Regions from separate parts of the Mus musculus genome. Here all the other regions are linked to region 1. Evidence: chromatin contacts called from public promoter capture Hi-C data. All regions are on one chromosome and are shown on one strand. The core of a region is the stretch at or near the end of the contact, and the rest is flanking DNA. Distances in the headings are between cores, read along the strand shown.

What was found. Promoter capture Hi-C pulls out the DNA fragments that hold promoters and counts their contacts.
Region 2: a promoter capture Hi-C map of liver shows a contact between it and region 1, with 5 times the contacts expected there. The contact joins the promoter of Mybpc1 here to the promoter of Syn3 in region 1. A contact is called at or near these places in 4 of 39 promoter capture datasets (hippocampal neurons, liver and pre-B cells).
Region 3: a contact with region 1 is called in a promoter capture Hi-C map of pre-B cells, with 7 times the contacts expected there. The contact joins the promoter of Spic here to the promoter of Syn3 in region 1. A contact is called at or near these places in 3 of 39 promoter capture datasets (the C10 cell line, liver and pre-B cells) and 1 of 9 other capture datasets (pancreatic islet).

Annotation. Positions count from the first base shown.
Region 1 is chr10:86,496,456-86,500,980 of GRCm38.p6, forward strand. Syn3 (synapsin III) reads right to left here and starts at 2,441. Exons shown (of 14, transcript NM_013722.3): 1 at 2,335-2,441.
Region 2 is chr10:88,602,517-88,607,166 of GRCm38.p6, forward strand. It overlaps Mybpc1 (myosin binding protein C, slow-type), which reads right to left and starts at 2,636. Exons shown (of 29, transcript NM_175418.5): 1 at 2,385-2,636. The coding sequence starts at 2,409.
Region 3 is chr10:88,680,084-88,684,339 of GRCm38.p6, forward strand. Spic (Spi-C transcription factor (Spi-1/PU.1 related)) reads right to left here and starts at 2,940. Exons shown (of 6, transcript NM_011461.3): 1 at 2,892-2,940; 2 at 396-491. The coding sequence starts at 398.

The DNA of each region.
Region 1 (4,525 bases), core at 1,191-3,690:
TGGCGTAGAAAAACATCCACGTCCTCCCCACAAGACCAAGATGCGTGTTACCTCCTAATGTCCAGCAGCCAGGAGTTCTGACTGCTTATAGCTCATATATGTGTCTCTGTTTAGAAACTGTTTGGCTGACGGGACACCTTAAGTTGAACCCCTCGGTGGGCACACCATACTTACTGGCTGGTTAGTGTGGCTTTCGAAAGCCTCAGAGGGTAGCCTGAATCTGCTTTTCCCCTCCGTCATGGACCAGTGTCTACCTGTGCCTGGCCCCACTACCCCCACTGTGTATTCACTTGAACGGTAGAGCAACTACTGGTACCCAGACATGCACCAGTTCTGTGTCCATTCCAGCTGCCGTGCTAAAATATCACAAAGCAACTTGGGTAAGAAAGGGTTTATTTTAATTCACAAGTTCAGGCTACAGACCGTATTTTGGGGGTATGTCAAGCTGGCAGGAACTTGTGGGAGCGGATCATAGCTACAAGCAAGGCAGAGAAAGAATAAACACTTGCCTACTGTCCAGCGTCCTTCCTCCATACCTACACCATCCAGGACTCACTATCAGAGAGGAGCATGGCTCACCATGAGCTAGGACTTCCCATGAATCAACTGACAAATAAAGGCATTATCTGACAGATGTACGTACAGGGCAGTCTCATCTAGACATCAATCCCTCATCGAGATGTTATTCCTTGGGCATTCTAGGTTAAGGCAAATTAACAATTTAAAAGTGACTAGCTTAGCATCTCTGACCTTTTAAACAAGGAACCTTGCTTATGACAACTAGGTAAAATAATCTCCTCACACACACACACACACACACACACACACACACACACACAGAGAGAGAGAGAGAGAGAGAGAGAGAGAGAGAGAGAGAGAGAGACCCACAAGGTCAAAAATGTCTTTAAGGCAAATAGATGAAGTGGCTTTCTGGTCTCACTTCCTAGGAGCCTTTTTTATTGCCGCTATACCAGTCTCTATATGGCAACCCAAACAGCAGCCCCTTGGCCCTGGAAGATAGAAAGGTAAGCCCAGGTAAGGCAGAAGTTCTCACACAGGGACCAGGCATCAGAAAGTGAGCACAGATGCTCTATCCAACTCCCCAAGGGCTATCCCCGATGACAAGATAGAGGCCACAGCTTCCAATACAATGACAGGAGCAAGCATCACATGACAGCATCTCCCTGCCTGAATTCATGCCCAGAAGCTAGGGTTACAGAGCCCCTGTCAGATAGTCAGCCTTAAGGGGCCAGAGTATTTGCAGCCACGTTGCCTGAAAACCAGCTTTTCACAACTTACTAGCTTGAAGATGCCAGCTCCAGTCACTGTCCACAGAGCTAGCAGAGTGGCTGTGGGATCAGCTGGAATTCTTTCCCAGCCTCCCGTGTCCTAGGATAAACTTGTCAGGCTGCATGCATCTCTAGATTGTGTACATTTTTGGCTAGCCCCTTCTACCTTGCAGTTTAGGTCCCATCTGCAAGTCCTGGTTCTACTGTGCAATCTGCTGTTTGATTAGCTGAGATTCTGAGTTCTTCACTTCTTTCGTCTGCACATGGGAAAATCTACCTGAAATTCTTCCTGTCCCTGATGCCTCTGATTCCACAGCTCTCAGGCTGGCAAACTCTCCAGTCTCTGTGTGTCTTCCAGGCTGCATCACGACCCACCCACCTCTTGCTGTCTGCACTACACCACACTGCAATCCCTCCTATCCTATCATCCCTGGTAGGCCCCAGCAACTCCTGAGATTCCTTTAAGGCCGCTAGAGCTGAGAGCATAGTGTCTGGCTTACAGCCAAGTAAGTCATGAATAAATAACCAGGGCGCTCCAGCAGTGTTAGTCTTAGCCTGGCCAGGAAAACCCTCCAAGGTTTTTTCCTTCGTCTCAGGATAGCTGGAAATAGAAGACTGCGCAACAGATCTGAGCCCCAGACCCAAGGCAACAGGTCCTGAGGGACCTGCCTAGAGCAGGTGCTGGGATCCAGTGCAGAGCACCAGTATCTGTTGTGGTCTCAGCTTCCCAGAGGAAGCTCTTTTCCGGGACAGGTCTGGATGTTGGGTTGAATACCTCAGTAGTCATAGCTTTGAGGGCCCCAGGGTTCCGGTACTCTACAGGGACCAGTGCTAGGGACCGGCAGCAGCAGCCTGGGACCGGAGGGTGGCACTCCGGGCTCACGGAGCACCTGCACCCCACCAACATGCAGCATCAACATTCGGCTAACAAAAGAGAGAGCTTATGGGGAAGTAGCACTGCCCGAGGACGCACCAACAGCTCGGATTCGGGGTGAGTGCTCCCTAAGGCCAGAAAACCCACCTACTCCACTTTGCCTTGGCTTACCGACAGTGCCAGCTACGGTGGCCCGTGTGTACCTCGGACTGGCGCCGCCAATTACAGGATCTGCGGGAGCGCTGCAGCTTGCGCGCTCTGCCTCTGCCCTGCACAGTACGTGAGCGCCTCCTCTGGGCAGACTGGTCTCCCTACGCCGGAGAGCCCATTGGCTGGGCCAACAGGGGCCCTGCATCCAGGCCCGCCCCTCAAGCCCCTCCTTTCTCAGTCTCTAGGCTTTCCCTCGCCAGCCAGGTAGGGAAAGTTGCTAGAGCAAGCAAGCTTTGCTGTTGCTGGCCTCAAGTGGCCAAGTGGACGATCTTTCTTCATCCCAGGAGGATTGAGATGCCCCTCAGGGAGTGTGAATAATGCAGTTCAGTATCCTAGGAAGCCAGCTTGGAGAAAGTCACCTGACTTCCCTGGGCCTTAGTAGGAGCTTCTGAGAGACCAGTGAGTCAGCTGTCAGCAAATGTCATAGGAGTACAAGCACAAGGAGCTAAGCTCTTACCCTGGCTGGGGATGGCATGAGGAGGAGTTGGTTACATACAAGTGCACAAACAAAAGATAATGTCAGCTTGCTGTAAACTGATAGAGATGTGTAATGAGAACACAAAAGGGATGTCGGGACTATGCCAGGCCTCTCCATAGAGGAGATTTGTGAGATGAGAATTAAGACTACAAGGTTAAAAGAAATTACAGATTGGAAAATAAGGCAATTGAAAAGCTTAACCAGCACAGAATGGGAGGATATTTGGCAGGTCCCTGTCTCATGTGTCACTTCTATGCCTCAAGGTCCCTCAGAAATTCAAAGCAGGTCTCCTTTAAGGCTCTCTGTCCTCCAGTATTTGGTTTGATTTTAGAGACAGGGTTTCTCTATGTAGTTCTGGCTGGCCTGGAACTCACTATGTAGACCAGGCTGGCCTCAAACTCATAGAGGTCCACCTGCCTCTGTCTCTTGAGTGCTGAGTTAAAAGACACGTGACACCACATCCATTTCTAGCTGCAATATAAAGACCTATAAATGTAGTTATTTAAAAAAAAAACACCACTGGTGTTAAAGGTGCACAGAAAAAGTACTTGGAAAAATGGAAGGGGAATTCTTGCCAGGACAAGAATTCTAAAGAACCTTCCGTTTCTAAGGAAGGAAGGAGTTGGACAAAGGTTTAGAAGAGAAGCCAGGCAAATTACTGCACGAGTACTTATGTTTGATTGCACTATATATAAGAAAAGGTGCAGATTCAATGCAGGGTCAGTGTTTGCTGAGCAGTGCTCAGTATACATCACCAAGGGTTTTTCCATTAATGGTATTCTTCCATCATGCCCTGGAGGTCAGTGCCACTTAGCATTTTTATTTCTGTGCATGAACCTTGAATAATGAAAGAGGCCTACAAACAGTAATCAGCCCCCGGAGAAGCAATCCCTTTGCCCCTACTGTTCTCACCTGAAAGGTTTAAATTCGGAGAAACAGCAGATGATTTCATAAATCTCTGGGTTTGGCCCTGTAGGTTGTACAAGGACTTGTGAGGTAGAAGATGCCAAGTCATTGCTTCTCAACCATCAGCAGCAGCAAGCTGAGCACCAGCTAAAGGATTGCTTTCTAGAAAATGTCATTTATTTTTTACTTCCATATATTTTAAAAATGAGTTACTTATTTTTAATTATGTGTATGTAGGCTTGTGAACATGAGTACAGGTTCCTGTAGAGATGCAGAGATCAGAGAAAGGGACCTGCCTGGAGCAGGGGTTACACCTGGGTGCTTAGAACTGAACTCAGGCCTCCTGCAAGGGCAGTGCATACTCTTAACCACTGAACCATATCTCCACTCCCTGTATCTCTCCATCTTTTTGATGGTTAATTTTCACTGCGTGAAAGCCTGACTATTCCCCGGGACAGAATCTTCCACAGTTTGTCCCATCTGCCATTCACCTCCAATCCTTAGGACAGAATGCTCACTCAACCAATAGTAACAAAAGAAGAAGATAGATTGTACAGGAGGCTGCTCAGGGTGACAATGACAGCGGCAGCATTCTAAAGAGACTGGACCATGCAGTCCTGAATCACAGTGGCCAGACCCAGTGCTCCCATGATCTCTGCCTGTTCCTCAAGTTTCATCCTTCTGGCCACCCTGTACCTCACCCTACCATTTTTCCTTGTGAATCTTCATCTCTGCATTCATCCACTTTCTTTCATTAGTCACCCGATC
Region 2 (4,650 bases), core at 1,386-3,885, 2.1 Mb after region 1:
CCAGAGGAGCTGTTCTTTGGAGGAGTGTCTACAGGTAGTTTGTGAAGCAAGGCATGTTTTATTCTTGGTGCTGTCGTTCACAGGGTGGCTTCAGTGGAATTAAAGCCAACAGCGTTGACTGTGAAACCATCTACAGGGTGTGTGGCTGCTACAGGCTAGAGCAGCACAGAAATTATCACGTTCTTCAGGGTGTAAAAGTCAGTGGTCCTTAAAGGCGACATTCTTATGAAGACAAACTAAAGATGCAGCTCCTTTAACAATCATTTCTGCTGGTAAGGGAATTTTAAAAGGACATCGCTGTACTTCCTTGATGGCTTTTAAAAATATCAGTGATGCTTTGGGGGATGCCACTTCCCACCAGCCAAATTTAAACTAAGCAAAGAATCTATGGGTATAAGATTACTGTCCTGGGTGGAGGGGCCCCTACACAGACTATAAAACATAGTTTGACAGCAAAAGAAACTTGTGGAGACTTTAGTCTTCATGGGCATTTATATTTTAAATGTATAAAATATATATGAGTACAAAAAAATTATATCTTCTTTCTAAGCTCTCTAATCTCATTCTTTCTAAATGCAGAATAGATTTGGATCAAGTCGTCAAAGCAAACACAAACCAACCCTTTCATCCAGCAGGCAGAATAATTGAATTTGCTTTATTGGTTCCGCAGCCTAGCACCTGACTTATTAATCTTCGAGCTTTCTTGTTGTTTTCAGTTGGGATTTCAAACAACAGATGCCGTTCAGACCGTTTTAAAATAATCTTCTGTTTTCAGTTAGGAACCATAAAAGGCGTTTCATCCAAGTAAGCCTTGAAGAGGCAGGTCAAGTGACCCATCAGATAAAAGGGACATTTAATACTCATGTAAATCATTTGCATTACAAAGAAGACACTTTCGCAGGGGTTGGACACACACACACACACACACACACACACACACACACACATTTCCCCCCGGAGTTGGGATTAAGTTCCCATATTAATGCATGCATTTGGTGTGGTTATTTTGGGAGAAAGACTTCATCCATCAATGCTCCCTGCCACTAAATAGGGCCAACCTGTAACTGATCACCCCAACCTGTCAGCACTGACTACCTAATTACATAAAGAAAAAATACTTAAAAGCCTTTTCAGAACTCGGTTAGTAGCTCAACTTCAGCTTTAACATGTGGCATCTCTTGCAAAGTTCTTCACAATAACGGCAACAAACACTTTTCAAGATTAAAAATGAAAAGTCTAAATATTGTTTTTTATGTTCACCTCTAAGCCTGTGTACGTGTGTCTGTGTGTGTGCAAGTATGCTTTTATTTACAGAGGAGAAATAAAAAAAAAAAAAAGATTCAAAAAGCCCAAGTGAAACGGATTTGATTCAAATATTTGCATTTTTGTATTAGTTCCAAAGAAGCAAAACATCAAAAACTTGGCTTGTCAAAAACTTGGCTCATCAAAAACTTGGCTCAAGACTCAAAGGTATTCCTCTCCTCTGCAGTCTTTAGTAAGGGGTGAAAGATTTATGTCATCCCAAGGGAAACCAGAGTATGAGGTAATAGTTATAAAAGATGTTTCCACTAGAAGTTAATGTATTAATGAGAATGTACATTTTCATTATTTTCATAACCTCTAACACTAATTTAATTCCATTACTAACCAGAAATTTTAAAATACTGATCTTTTTATAGAAAGGAGAAGTTTTTCTTCTAATGAAGACTACTCTTTAATTGTCTTTCGTTTTTATTCTTAGTTATTTTCTTAAAGGCTACATATTTTAAGATTGTATGCCGCAAAACTCAGGAGAGGTGCAACCTACCACTCATATTCAGAAAAAATTTCTTTCCCAGCAAGAAATTTCAAAGCTGGGCTCCCAAAGGACAATCAAAGAAGAATTCTTATTTGTATATTTCAAATGCCTTTCTGTGAAAAAGAAGAAAAACTACAAATAATATCACAGATTCTTATTATTTGAAAACTTGACCAAATTTATAAAGTGCTTGAAAAAACATCCGATGTTCCAAGCACTGCACACTGCAAACACAAGGTGGAAATTTAGAGAAACAAAGTTAAAAAAAAAACAGCTTGAAAATGCAGCCTTCTTACCGTGAGCAGTTAACATCTTTCATGTAAGCATTTTAAGGACCTTTTGAAATTGAATAATACATTTTCCATTTAATCATTGGAATCAATATAACTTTATAAACTTTTTCAGATATTTCTCAGTTAATTATATAGTCTTCTGGTCTTTTCACACCCATTTTTTAAAATCTTTGTACCCCAGTAATTCTACTGTTTTATAGTCTTTTTTTAAAAAACAATCAGACAACTGTTTAAAAATAAATACTAAAATAAATATTAGAGACCATAAGAAGAATATTTATAGGTGTTCTTACCCTCTTTCTTAGTGGGTTCTGGCATGACCACAACAAAAGATTACTCTCCAAAAGGTTTTCTCCTTTCTAGCAGCGGTTGACAGAAACCCCAAGGGCAGCAGAGAGATGGTGTGGGTCAGTGTGACAAGCAGCTGCTTAGAGGTGGACCGGTTTTATACAGGCTCCGACCATCAATCATGTTGGCGCCTCCCTACTTCGGCACAAGGATGCTGAAACCTGACAGCTCTGGGACCTTTCTCACATCTGTTGTCTGCGCTCCGCTCTCCCGCCTGCTGGAAGGACTCTCCTGTCCGTCTCGTGTGGCAGATGCGAGCATCTCTAACTTTCTAAATTCAGCTGTGCCTCGTGCTCTTTCCTGTTCTCTGCCTGTTCCACAGAAGCGTGTGCCGACTCAGCAGTGCACGGAGTTTTCTGGGCGATGAAATAAATAGATGAAAATCATACTACATGAGCCTGGCTTCTCTCTTAATTTTTATTAAAACTTTTTTTAAGGTATATTAAGAAGATCATTTTTATGCCCACATTATTTGTTCATTTTCCTTATTTCTTAGTTAATGAGATTAAAAATTTTTATTGTATTTCTACACCAATGTTAACTAGTCAGTTAAATATTTTGTTTCATTCTCTCTACTAAGAATAGCAAAGCTGTCTATTTTAGGATACATTGCTCTTGCAACATTTTCAAGAGACAGATATTCTTTTTAAAATTACAAGCATATAAACAAGAATGGAACAAACAGATATGCCACAATGTGAATAGAACTTGAGAGAAACCAGCAATAAAATATAGGTTATACAGTCAAGTTATCCAACCATACTTTCATGAAATATCCTGCCTAGGTAAACATATAACATTGGCAAATAACTTAAGTGATTGTCACAGGCTAGGGGAAGTAGAATTAGAACTGAAGGCACATGAATGCAAAGCTTTTCCTGGCAATGATGAAGGTGTTCTGGAATTGGAGTGTGGGAATGGTTTCATAGCTTTGTGAAATACACACACACACACACACACACACACACACACACACACACACACACACACCACTAAACTGTACATGTGCAACATAAGTAAAGAAAGTCAGATAGACCAGACAATGTTTTGATTCACGGTGACAAATGGCTTCCCCAGAACACCATGAGTAAACAGAACAGTGATTATTAAGATGGCAAATGGGCCCAAAAATATAATCCAAGACAGTCACAGAAGGTATCAGACTTGGTCACTTAGCCTGAAACCTAGAGGAACTAATGAGACCACATGTGTTTTTAACAGAATGTCCCGAACCAGCCACATTGTCTCGGTTAATTTCCCCTGTGACTGAGAGCACAGCTGGGCAGACTTAGTTCTACCAAGCACCGTGCCAAGCTAGGTTTTCATATACGGATGGGAACTCTAGCTCTCAATAGCATCATGAGTTAGCTATGCGGGAAGTCAGAGAGGCAGGCTGGACAGCACTTTCAACGAATACCCCCCTGTTAAGAAAGCCTTCTCTTGTTCTACTGAACACGCCATTCGCCTTTCAAACAGACTCTTTGCTCTTAGATGACAATGGGTTAATGTCAACCACAGAACAGTATATTCTGAATATCACGTTAGACCTGGCTTGAAAGAAGGACAAAGAGCCTACCTGTGTCTACCATGGGGATGTCAGTTAATACATTAAAAGAGTTAAAGAATCTAGAATCTAAAGTCAGGGCCTCAGGTTCTATTCACGGACCTGGTGTAAACCAGCCGAGTTGCTGGAAGGACGTCTGGCTGGCAATCTGTACCTCAGTTTCCTCTTGTGCAAAAGAAGGAGTTTTAAAACTAACCTTAGAGGCTGCGATACCGCTGACATTGAGATGTTTGCTATGGTGGAAGGGCCCTAAAAAGGAATCCCTTTCCCAGAATCCCCAGCACTCCCAGCACGCTGAGTGTGTCCTGTGAGATGGACAGAAGCTCTGCAGAATGCTGTGCTGCAGAGGGATGTTTGTGACACGGATTTCACACATGCCCCGAAGGAGCTGCGGGGCCATCTTTGCTTCAGCAGGGGCCCTGAGGGCTTTTAATACACTGATCGTTTTACTGAAGCAAACACATGCCAGGAAATACTACAGTCCTTGGAGAAAGTATTTTATGACCTGGAGGACTTGTTGGTAACAGGGGACTTCACTACAAAGAGAAAATGATATTGGAGGAGTTGAAAGGCTAGCCGAGTTCAAAGACAAAGAGCTGCATGGTTTATAGGGCAGTTAATGTGAGGATTTTTAAAAATTAGAATAA
Region 3 (4,256 bases), core at 1,690-4,189, 2.2 Mb after region 1:
CCAGTTTCGTGGGCTCTCCCAAGAAGAAGCTATAGCTATAGTCGTGACAATCAAAAGTGGCTCAGGGGTTGTCAAATGTGAGAGCCATTTTCCTAGTTTGGTTTTTTAAGTATTGATCTTTTAGTCTATAGAAATCATATTAATTTTATATAGTATGAACTTTTATATGGCATAATTAACAATTATGGGTTCAATCCCCCCAGCACTGCATAAACAGGAGCCTGATAGCTTGTGTCTTGTAAGCCAAGTGGAGGCAGAATGATCTGTGTTCGGTCAAGTTCGGTCCTGGTAACAGGGCAAGTACAGGGTCAACATGTGATACATTTACCCTGTCTCAAAAAGAAAAGTCATTAGTTTCAAAAATTAAGAATTTTTTTAAAAAAATGCCGACTGACCATTATTCATGAATTGAAGAGTCTTGGGTTGCGGAAATGTCAGCGAGTAAGCGCGTGCACACTGGCTTGCAGCAGGCTCTGAGTTCAATACACGTTCTGGGGAAGGCAGGAGAGAAAGACCAATTAAATAAAACAGTTCCAGATAGGCTAACATTTATTATTTGCCTTTTGCTTTGTTTTTGTTTTTATTTTTGTTTTTGTTTTGCGAGACAAGGTCTCAGCCTGTAACCTAGAATGACCTCCAATTCTCCTGCCTCAGCCTCTTGGGTGCTGGGATTACTGATATGGCCTTAAAAGAAAAGTAGTTTTTAATTTGATTCTAAATGAACACCTGGCCCAGGAAATGTTTTGGTTTAGTTTGGTTTTTGGGTTTTTTTTTTTTGTTTTTGTTTTTGTTTTTGTTTTTTTGAAAATGTTATGAATGCAAGATGCCACAATCTGAATATTTCACTTTTCTATCACTGTGTGTGTGTGTGTGTGTGTGTGTGTGTGTGTGTGTGTGTGTGTGTGAGAGAGAGAGAGAGAGAGGGAGAGAGAGAGAGAGAGAGAGAGCAGGCATGCACATGAAGCTGCTCTTGCATGCTTATGTATAGAGAGCAGAAGTTGATGCCCAGTGTCTTCCTCCGCCACTCTCTTCCTTACATAAGGAAGCAGGATCTCTCATGTGCCCCAGAGCTTGCTGATTGGGTCTAGTTAACCAGCTGGTGCCGCCTGTCTCATGTCTCGAGGTTACAGGAGGCTACCACACCCTGACAAACTATACTCGTTTGGTCTCTGGTACTAGGATAAAACACCCTGACCAAAGCAACTTGAGAGACAAGGCTTTATTTCATCTAACCTTCCTTTGACATCATCCAGGGTTGTCAGGACATACACCACAGAGGATGTACTTGTTCAGCTTGCTCGCTTTCTTACCTAACTCAGGACCACCTGCCGAGGGGGGTAGCATCACCTGCAGTGGTCAAAGCCCCTCTCACATAAAATCATTAATTAATAAAAAGATCTACAGGCTGACCCATAAGCCAGCTTAATTGAGACATTTCCTCAATTAAGTTTCTTCTTCCCAGATGACTTTGTACTCAGGCAGCAAAAACCTAACTAGTGGGAGTTCTGGAAATTTAAACTCTGGTCTTCAAGTTCACAGCAGAAGCACATTTGCCTGCAGAGCCATTGACTCGGCTCCTCTAACTTCTTAAATGTGAAGACAGCTGATGTTAATCACTGTCGCTGCGTAATTGATGACACAGAAATAACTGGAACATATTTAAGAATTCCAACGACTTATTTTATACACGGGGCATGGTGGTGTAGAGTTCCAGTAAACACTGGGTTTCTGTGAGTTAGAGGCTGTGTGTGACTTTTTCTTTTTTTCTCAAGGAAGAAAGATTCACGCTATTATTATCCCTTCTTGAGATTTGTATTTTCTCTAAGACACCGGTTGTCAGAGATGACCTTAAGTTCTCCATCCTCATGTGACTTGCTGAATGGTGTAACAAAGAAAAGCCACATAAGAAAGTGTGGGACTTTAACACAGATTACTTCATCATTAAACATAGGCTCAAGTTCTTACCCTGTAATCCTAGCTGATACTCTTTAGTATTACTTAATATTCAACATTTAATACTGATTAATACAGTGAGATGACAATACATCATCTTTGCACTAGATCACTTAAAAGAAAACATAAGAAGCCAGGCGTTGGTGGCGCACACCTTTAATCCCAGCACTTGGAAGGCAGAGGCAGGCGGATTTCTGAGTTCGAGGCCAGCCTGATCTACAGAGTGAGTTCCAGGACAGCCAGGGCTATAGAGAGAAACCCTGTCTCGAAAAAAAAAAAAAAAAAAGAAAGAAAAAAAGAAAAGAAAATGTATAAATTATAGTTTAGGCTATGTTCTTTTTTTGGGGGTGGGGTGGGGGGTGATCTCTTTACTCTTTTCACACAATGACAGTGTAGCCTGGTCTAAGATCACACACTCATTCTGTAGTCCAAACTGGTCTTAAACTTGCCAATCTTCTTGTATCAGCCTCCCAAATGCTGAGATTGTCGTCGTGCGCTAGCCCACCCATCAAATGAATACTATCAGTGTTAGGTATTTTTTAAAAAGCCATTCATGACTTTTAAACTATGACCTCACCCTGTAGTGCTGAAGGTTATTGTATTTTGAACTCACTCTTTAACAGCGCCTAGAGTATGAGAATAGAAGCAAACTCTTTTTACTAGCTCCCGAAAACAAGGTTTCTATGAACTGTAAATAAAGGAGCTTAATCAGTTTAATTAGAGTTTGTGTTATAAAGACCCACAGCCTCTACAGCCTCAAGCCTGCCTTTCCATTCCAAGCAGTATTTCAACTGATGATTCAGCTTTAGCTTATCAATGGCTTACTATTTCTCGCAGCGGAACAGACAGTAAAACAATAGCCCAAGAAACATTCATCCCAAGGAGAAAATGGAACACTTAATACAAAGGTTCAGGGAAGACATAAACTGAACACTTACCAGGAAAACCAAGTGGCGATATCTGTACTGAAATGTCAAGGACGCTATCAACAACACCCTGGCAGAGTCGCATTAAATAGCTATTTTTTAAGGAAGTGCTGCAAAGGGGATTTTTTTTAAAAGGCACAGTGCCTGCATAATTCTACTTCTTGATGTGACCAAGTAAGACACCAGGGGCTATTATTTTGAAAGGACATGTAATAGTTAGCATTCTCTGGGGCATTAGAATCAAACTCAAGGCTCAGCACCCAGTCCCCACAACATTCTCCCCCCCCCCCCAACACTCCACTCACTCCTCTGAGCTGCTAACTCCATCCAGAAACCTCTGACCTTAGCCACCCCTCTTTTCTCACTTATATCATCTCTCCCAGTTTTGGACTTCACACTCTAGACTATGGACTTCTTCTCAACAGCCTGCCTACGAGCCCTTTAGATCAGGCTCCCCACAATAAACCAGCACTTGATTGTAACCCTTCCTTTGAGACTTAGAGCCCCAGCCCCCACATGACAGCATTTGGTGTGACCAACCTAAAGCTTAGTTCTCACAGTTGACTCAAGAGGGAGTTTAAAGGAGACCTGAGACAAAGTCAAGACTCTTACGTTCAAACCTGATGAGCTACGTTCAGCTCCCAAACTTACAGAGTGGAAGAGAGAACTGACTCCTTCAAAAGACTAATTGTAGTATCACACTCAGTATCAGGCTTACGTACTACTCAGGAGAGGCGGGAGGACCACTGTACGTTTAAGAACAGCCTGGGCTACATCACATCACAAGAAGGAAAGGGCTACAACTCAAGAAAAGAAAGGAAAAGAAAAGGGGAGATGACTCAGAAGTTAAGAACACTGGCTGCAGACTGGAGAGATGGCCCAGCCGTTAAGAGCACTGACTGCTCTACCGAAGGTCCTGAGTTCAAGTCCCAGCAAACTACAAGGTGGCTCACAACCATCCATAATGAGATCTGACATCCTTTTCTGGTGACAGCTACAGTGCATTTACATATAATAAATAAATCTTTGGGCTGGAGCAAGCAGGGCTGGAGCTCAATTCCCATCAACCATATGATGGCTCACAACCATCAGCTACAGTGAGCTCTTCAGCTATAGTGTGCTCATCAGCTACACAGTGTGCCATCATCCACAGTGTGCCATCATCCGCAGTGTGCCATCATCCACAGTGTGCCATCATCTAGTGTGCCATCATTCACAGTGTGCCATCATCCAGTGTGCCATCATCCACAGTGTGCCATCATCCACAGTGTGCCATCATCCACAGTGTGCCATCATCCGCAGTGTGCCATCATCCACAGTGTGCCATCATCCACAGTGTGCCATCATCCACAGTGTGCCATCATCTAGTGTGCCATC